2 separate regions of the Mus musculus genome follow, and region 2 is linked to region 1. A link is a contact called in public Hi-C data. All regions are on one chromosome and are shown on one strand. The core of a region is the stretch at or near the end of the contact, and the rest is flanking DNA. Distances in the headings are between cores, read along the strand shown.

Region 1 (3,231 bases), core at 241-2,740:
GACCCAGTATACGTGTCTCTGAATGGCTTCTTACTGTCTGCAAAATAAAGAAATAAATATGACTCTGAAAGCCAAAAAATGGTTTGGTCTTTGCTGATCTCTTCTTCAGACACAACTTTCAGTTCCTTTTAAAACCTTTAACTATGAAATGTTACATGAGCCCAGAGAAATACAGAAAGAAATAAGATAATTGGAACCTCTGTAGCTGTTTTTCTCTCTTTTTAATCAAAGAAAGAGGATAAAAGAGCAAGAGTTGTTTTTATCAGCACTTGGTGTTGTCAGTGTTTGACACTTCACTGCCCTGGTTAGTGTTTACTGCTCTTTTACTGTGGTTTTCAGTCATTTAAAGTATTTTTTACTCTTATTCTGTATGTGCAAGTACTGTACCTGCATGTATGTATGTGCACCAAGTGTGTGAGTTGTGCACATGGAGGTCAGAAGGGGGCATCAGATCACCTGGAACTGGAGGTAGAGACTGCTGAAAGTTATGTGAGTGCTGGGACTCAAGCCCCTGCGCTCTGGACGAGGGTAGAGCATAACTGGTGACCTGTCTCTCTGCCCCACAGTCGGCAGTTTGCAGTCTGGACACAGGGTAAGAAACATCTGGCTATCTCTTGTTCTTGATGTTCGGCCATGTCTTGTTTTCATATGGACATAGTTATTTCTGGCTGAATTCCAGACATATCTTGTGGGAAACCGAGGTGAGGTTTTGAGTTCTAGCTGGTGCAGTCTTTCTCTAGAGTCTTTACCTTTGTCTTTGTGTCACATCAGCCTAACCAGTTAGGATCTGAAGTGTATGAAGCTGAGCTTTCGTCCCTCTCAAGCCCATTGCCAGTTCTCCTTGACTCTTCAGGGTACCAACTGAGAGACTAGGGGATGGATTCACCATGGAGACTCCTTGGAGGGCTCTGAACTCCAAATTTTGTTTTCTTAGGCTGTGAATGGGTTGAAAGGTATTCAGCATCTGCTGCCATTTGAATCAGCAGATCCCTAGGGGATTTTCCTGGGATTTGGGCTCTGTGATTCTTACAGCTGTGGAGGCTCACCTGACTTGACCAATTCCTATTTTTCTGTGAGGGCCTAACTTGTTTGCCTTTCTTCCCTAATGGCTTATGTATCATTAGTGCTTGGCACAGAACCTGGAGTATAACCATTAATTTCACAGTAATGCCAGTTCCAGACATTTAGACCTGGAACACTCAAGTCGCTGTCCAAATTCCAGGTGGGTCAAAAGCAAAGTTAGAAATAGACATCTTCATGGAGAGTTTTGACCCCGAGTGCCTATGTAAACATTTTATCTCAGAACCTGACCTCTTTAGTGCCCCGTGCTCATGCTAGCCCCAGAACTGGCTTATAGCAAATAGTTTTAAAAACTGCATTGGAGAGCTGGGGGAAAAGTCAACTTTCCTCATGCACAGGTTATTCAGGACATATCTTTTTCTTATTCAGTGGCTTCTACAGAGCAAAAGTTAATCATTAGTTTTTATTTTATTGAGCTGTCATCTATGGCAAAGCAGTCTGTAGAAACAGCCTGGCATACTTTGTACACAAAGTTCTAAGAGTAAATGAGATATTTGGCCACGTGCCATGAGGATCAGTTCAGTTTGCTTTTTTTGTGTGTGCATCTGCCCATCTCTCAGTCCATAGAGCACCCATAAAGACAACCCAAAGTGTGGACATTTGCTTTGATGTATCTTTTTTTTTTTTTTTTAAATAAAGATTTATTTATTTGTTATGTGTAAGTACACTGTAGCTGTCTTCAGACACTCCAGAAGAGGGCATCAGATTTCGTTACTGATAGTGGTGAGCCACCATGTAGTTGCTGGGATTTGAACTCAGGATCTTTGGAAAAGCAGTCGGCGCACTTAACCACTGAGCTATCTCGCCAGCCCACTTTGATATATCTTAACTACATAAAATATTCAAGTTAAAAAATTTATTTGTTGCCCGGCCGCCATCGGAGAGCATCAGCCATGGCTCTGCGCTACCCCATGGCCGTAGGCCTCAACAAGGGCCACAAGGTGACGAAAAACGTCAGTAAGCCGAGACACAGCCGGCGACGCGGGCGCCTCACCAAACACACCAAGTTCGTGCGGGACATGATCCGGGAGGTGTGCGACTTCGCACCCTACGAGCGGCGAGCCATGGAGTTGCTCAAAGTGTCCAAGGACAAGCGCGCACTCAAGTTCATCAAGAAGAGGGTGGGCACGCACATCCGCGCCAAGAGAAAGCGGGAGGAGCTGAGCAACGTGCTGGCAGCCATGAGGAAGGCAGCGGCCAAGAAGGATTGATGAACCCTCCCCCAATAAAAGATGGTTCCTACAAAAAAAAAAAAATTTATTTGTATTTTTTCTTTCTCATTTGCTTACATCTGGGCCCCATATCATCTGTGCCATTATATAGTGCATTCAAAAAAAAATGTAGACCTAAGAAAAGGTAAGCGATTATTTAATGTTCTGATTTCCTATGCTTGCTGCATCACTATGGCTACCATGATGCTATGTCGCTGGTGATGTGATGGGATAGTATGATTTATAGTATCCTTCTGGTTCTAAGAGAAACACAGTTGTATCTAAACAGGCTGCTTGTTTGCTTGTTTGTTCTGCAACATGGGACAGGATCTTATTCTGTAGCTCAGACTGGCCTTAAACAGAAATCCTTCAGCCTCTGCTGCAATTTTAGGAGTGTATATCATGTCTGGTCTGGGTCAGACAGCTATCTGTCCTCCTGCCGTGCTCCCAGCGAGAGTTCTAGTCTTGGAACTATCCAGAGTGATTTGTGTTTTTCTAACTCGGCAACAATGGAATGCATATTAACTCGAGTGCACCTGAGCCTCTCTCTGTGTGAGTTGGAAATAGGTGTGCACACCTGATGAGATCGCTGGCAGATCAGGCATCTTACTGTGAGGAGACCCTTTCCATTCCTCTGTCTCAAAGTATTGTTTTCTTCTTGTTGTGGTTTGCCTGTCTAGTTAGAATGCTACCTGCTCCTGTCGGCTGAGATAATGAGCTTAGCCTGTGCCAGCAAAGGGGAAGAAAATTATAATTGAGAACACTGCTTGCTTACTCTTCTCGCCCTCTTCGCTTTGGTTGGTGCAGTGCTTGGTCATCCTTACTTACAAACCTTGCTCATGCTTCCATGCTGTTATAGTCCAGACACCTTCATCCTCTCCTGCCTGCCAAGGCTTAGCTAGACATCTGTCAGCTTGCTTTCAACATGGGTTTTGACCAT
Region 2 (3,231 bases), core at 267-2,766, 140 kb before region 1:
TCTTCTTTCAGCTGGAAATAAACACTTCACTATTTGCAGGTCTCATCAAACCACCTGCTAACATAGTTCATCCCAATGAGAAGGAACTGAACACAGTCAAAAAGAAACTGAAGGGTGATTTCAAAGTTGAGGCTCTGGGTTCAAGTCACTAACTGCCACTCACTAAATGAGTAAACTGGAACCAAACACTTTACTAAATTATTGATGGTTTCTATCTGACAAGAGGCTGGATGCACTAAGTAAGGAGTACACCGTTGAAGACGATTTTCAACAGAAGCCATCTTGATGTTTCTAAGTGTTTACCCAAAGGTGCTGAAAACATCTCCACACAAAACCTGCTTATGGGTGTCTATAGCAGCTTTATTTACAACTGGCAAAACTTGAATGCATCCTGTATGTCTTCAGAGAGTGATAGAGATAAGGATAGAGATTTGGGTCTCTCCAAAGTATTACTCAGTGCTAAAACGGAAATGACCTATCAAGCCAGGAAGAGATAAAGAGGAAATTAAAAAGTGTATTAGTAACTGAAAAAAAGTCAATGTGGAAGAAGCATTGTTATCCTAACTACATGTCTCTTCCTGGTGGGAAATAACAACATAGAAACAGTTCAAAGACTGATGGTTTCCAAGAGTCAGGGACTTGGGAGGCTAGACAGCAAGAGCAGAGGGGCTGTCACAACAGTTCAACTCTTCTGTGAGATGCTGCAATAGTGGACACACTATCACAAATATGCCCAACACCACTTACTATACATCGTGTCCAGGGTGAAATACTCACACTATGAGCTTCGAGTAACAATGATGTCATTCATCTATCCTAATGGTCCGCCACTCTGGTAGATGGTGTCAGCACAACAGGAAACTGCATAGGTGTTGTGGGGCACGGAGTCAATGAGAAAACACTGTAAATTTCTCTCAACTCTTTTCCTAAGAACTCGAATTGACAAAACAGAGTTCATTTTTTTTAAAACTGTATTAGGAAAACAAAGCTTTGGTAACTCCATGGCTGTGCCACTCACCCGGCATATCAGCACTTGGACGAGTGAACAAAGAGCTAGGGGAAGGCTGTGACTGCTCAAATGCAGCACAATGCTCAGGGCACAGTGACAGTGCTGAAATCAGCCTGGCTTGAAATCCTAACAGCATGCTTATGGGACATTAGGTAATTCGTTAACTTCTTCCCTGACTCAACTTATTTTCCTGTAAGACCAACAAAGATCATGATGCAATTAAAAAAAAAAAGTTAATATTTATCCAGCCTTTAGAAAAGCAAAGCACATGAAGAGAAGAGCTGTACAATTTTTTGCTTAGTAACTTAGTAATACTACTCCTAACAGTAATAAATGAATAACTTAAATGTATATATACCACCGAGTGTAGACAATTCCACTCTGGCATAATTATACTATAAAACGAATAATCTGCAACACTTAAAAAGAGCTAGGTAGTAAACGTGTAGATACAGATACCAACTCCAAGAGAGACGGGGAAGGCCGAGAAGTACTGTCGTGTCAAGAGCAAGGTCCAGAAGAGTCATTACGGGGCAAGAAAACTCCTAAAACTGTGCTCTTAGGCTGATTCCTATCAGCCTTCAGATGGGCAGGAGATCTTTGAGAAAGGTAGACAGCAAACTGCTAAGCATGATCATCAGATGTCTCTCAAAGGCCGTAGTCCTGTCTCCATACTAACTAGCTGTCTGTCTTGGCTAAGTCCCCTAACTTAGACCTGCTTAAGGTGGCTCACACATCTTAGGGATACTAGGATTCAGCAATTCCTGTAACTGCCACCATTCTCCCTAACAGGACCAGTGCATTCTATAACTAAATACACTAAAAACTCGATGCTGCCATTCGGCTCAGGATTTATCAGACTCTATAAGCCGTGGGCCATTGTTTCGGAAGCACAGCCCAGGCCAGATGGTGGGTATACTTTGCGTGGGTACAGCTCCATCCCGGACCGTGCTCTCAGTAACAGACTCTTCCTTCCCTCCTTCCCAACGCCCACAAGACTGCCATGCGCTGCTACCGAGGAGCGCTGCTTACCAGTTGATGCATGAGCAACAGTTCCTTGTTTTGCTGCCATTTTTGCTCCCTCTCTGGATTGTCATCAGAAACATGTTTATCCTATCATTCATAAACACAGGCAATCCAAGTCAGCAAGCCACAAACAGGAACACAAGAACTTACTGTTTAATCAGCATCCTGTTCTCACCACCTCCTCCTCTTCCCCTGCCCCTCCCCCAATCTCCCACTGATTGCATCACTGTAGATCAGCTCCAAAACACTGCCTGCATTCAGCTGACACGAGAATTATTCATTGATCCAAGCCTCACCAAATTTATCAATAGAGTTAATGCTTATGACACCAGACTCATCTTAAAAGAGATGCAGTGACCAGACCTGTAAGTGGGCAACATTCTTCTTCCCAAACCTTAGAGCACCTGGAATGTGGCAAACATGGTGCCCATTTATCTCAGTATGAAGAACACCCTAAAGCCGGAGGACGCAAATGTGAGGAAAGCAAAGACCACACTTACATGACCACTTACTTACGATTGCCAGGTGGGCATAACAACCCACCTGAAATTCAGGGCTCAGAGGAAGAAAAGGGATCCCCAGGGCCAGTTGGTTAGCTAGATTAGCTGTATTTTCAGACTTTAAGTTCAACCGAGAAACCCTGCCTCAATGAATAAATTAGTGATGGAGGAAGATGCCTGGTATTAGTCTCAGGCTTCCACATGCAGGAGTGCACATATAGTTAAAGTAACACCCATGTACACACACACACACACACACACATACATGCAAACACATAAACACATACCAGCCAACACCCCCACAGACATGCATACAACAGCAAACAAAGGGGGATACATCCCACTTCCACAGTCACAGAGAAACCCTGGGCTCAGTGGACCTCTGTTCCTACCAAGAATAGAATCCATTGCTGACTATGAGGCTGAACAGGTTTCACACACTCGTCAAACTTTTAAGCTAGGACATGCTCACTGTAATAAGATTGCTCTGTTGGCTAAATAAGGTGATTGTATGGAATTCATTCATCATAAGAACTTACCATGAAAGGCCATCTTTAAATTAACAGTAATACTATTATCAACAAAAGCAAATTGTCCTTATCCATTAAGAGCCTTCAGATCTGACACCCATCACCTGCTCCAACCTCAGCATCACACAGAGTTTATTGGTAAAATATAGTACATTTGTACTTCATC

Evidence for each region. Hi-C and Micro-C count contacts between places; a contact is called where the count stands out from the background.
Region 2: a Hi-C map of liver shows a contact between it and region 1, with 2.2 times the contacts expected there. The contact joins two enhancer-like sites. A contact is called at or near these places in 1 of 484 Hi-C or Micro-C datasets (liver), 1 of 115 datasets of contacts at active chromatin or transcription factors (double positive thymocytes) and 3 of 9 other capture datasets (adipose tissue, liver and pancreatic islet).

Annotation. Positions count from the first base shown.
Region 1 is chr6:108,139,225-108,142,455 of GRCm38.p6, reverse strand. All of the region lies in intron 7 of Sumf1 (sulfatase modifying factor 1), which reads left to right. It also overlaps the pseudogene Rpl36-ps12. Among named protein-coding and RNA genes, the nearest start is that of Sumf1, 45 kb to the left of the region's middle. Within about 2 kb of position 1,490, at least 8 of the 459 cell types and tissues checked have an H3K27ac peak or open chromatin away from gene starts, as enhancers often do. A contact at or near this core is called in liver, where this site is marked.
Region 2 is chr6:108,276,071-108,279,301 of GRCm38.p6, reverse strand. The region is part of intron 4 of Itpr1 (inositol 1,4,5-trisphosphate receptor 1); the gene reads right to left. Among named protein-coding and RNA genes, the nearest start is that of Itpr1, 65 kb to the right of the region's middle. Within about 2 kb of position 1,516, at least 25 of the 459 cell types and tissues checked have an H3K27ac peak or open chromatin away from gene starts, as enhancers often do. A contact at or near this core is called in liver, where this site is marked.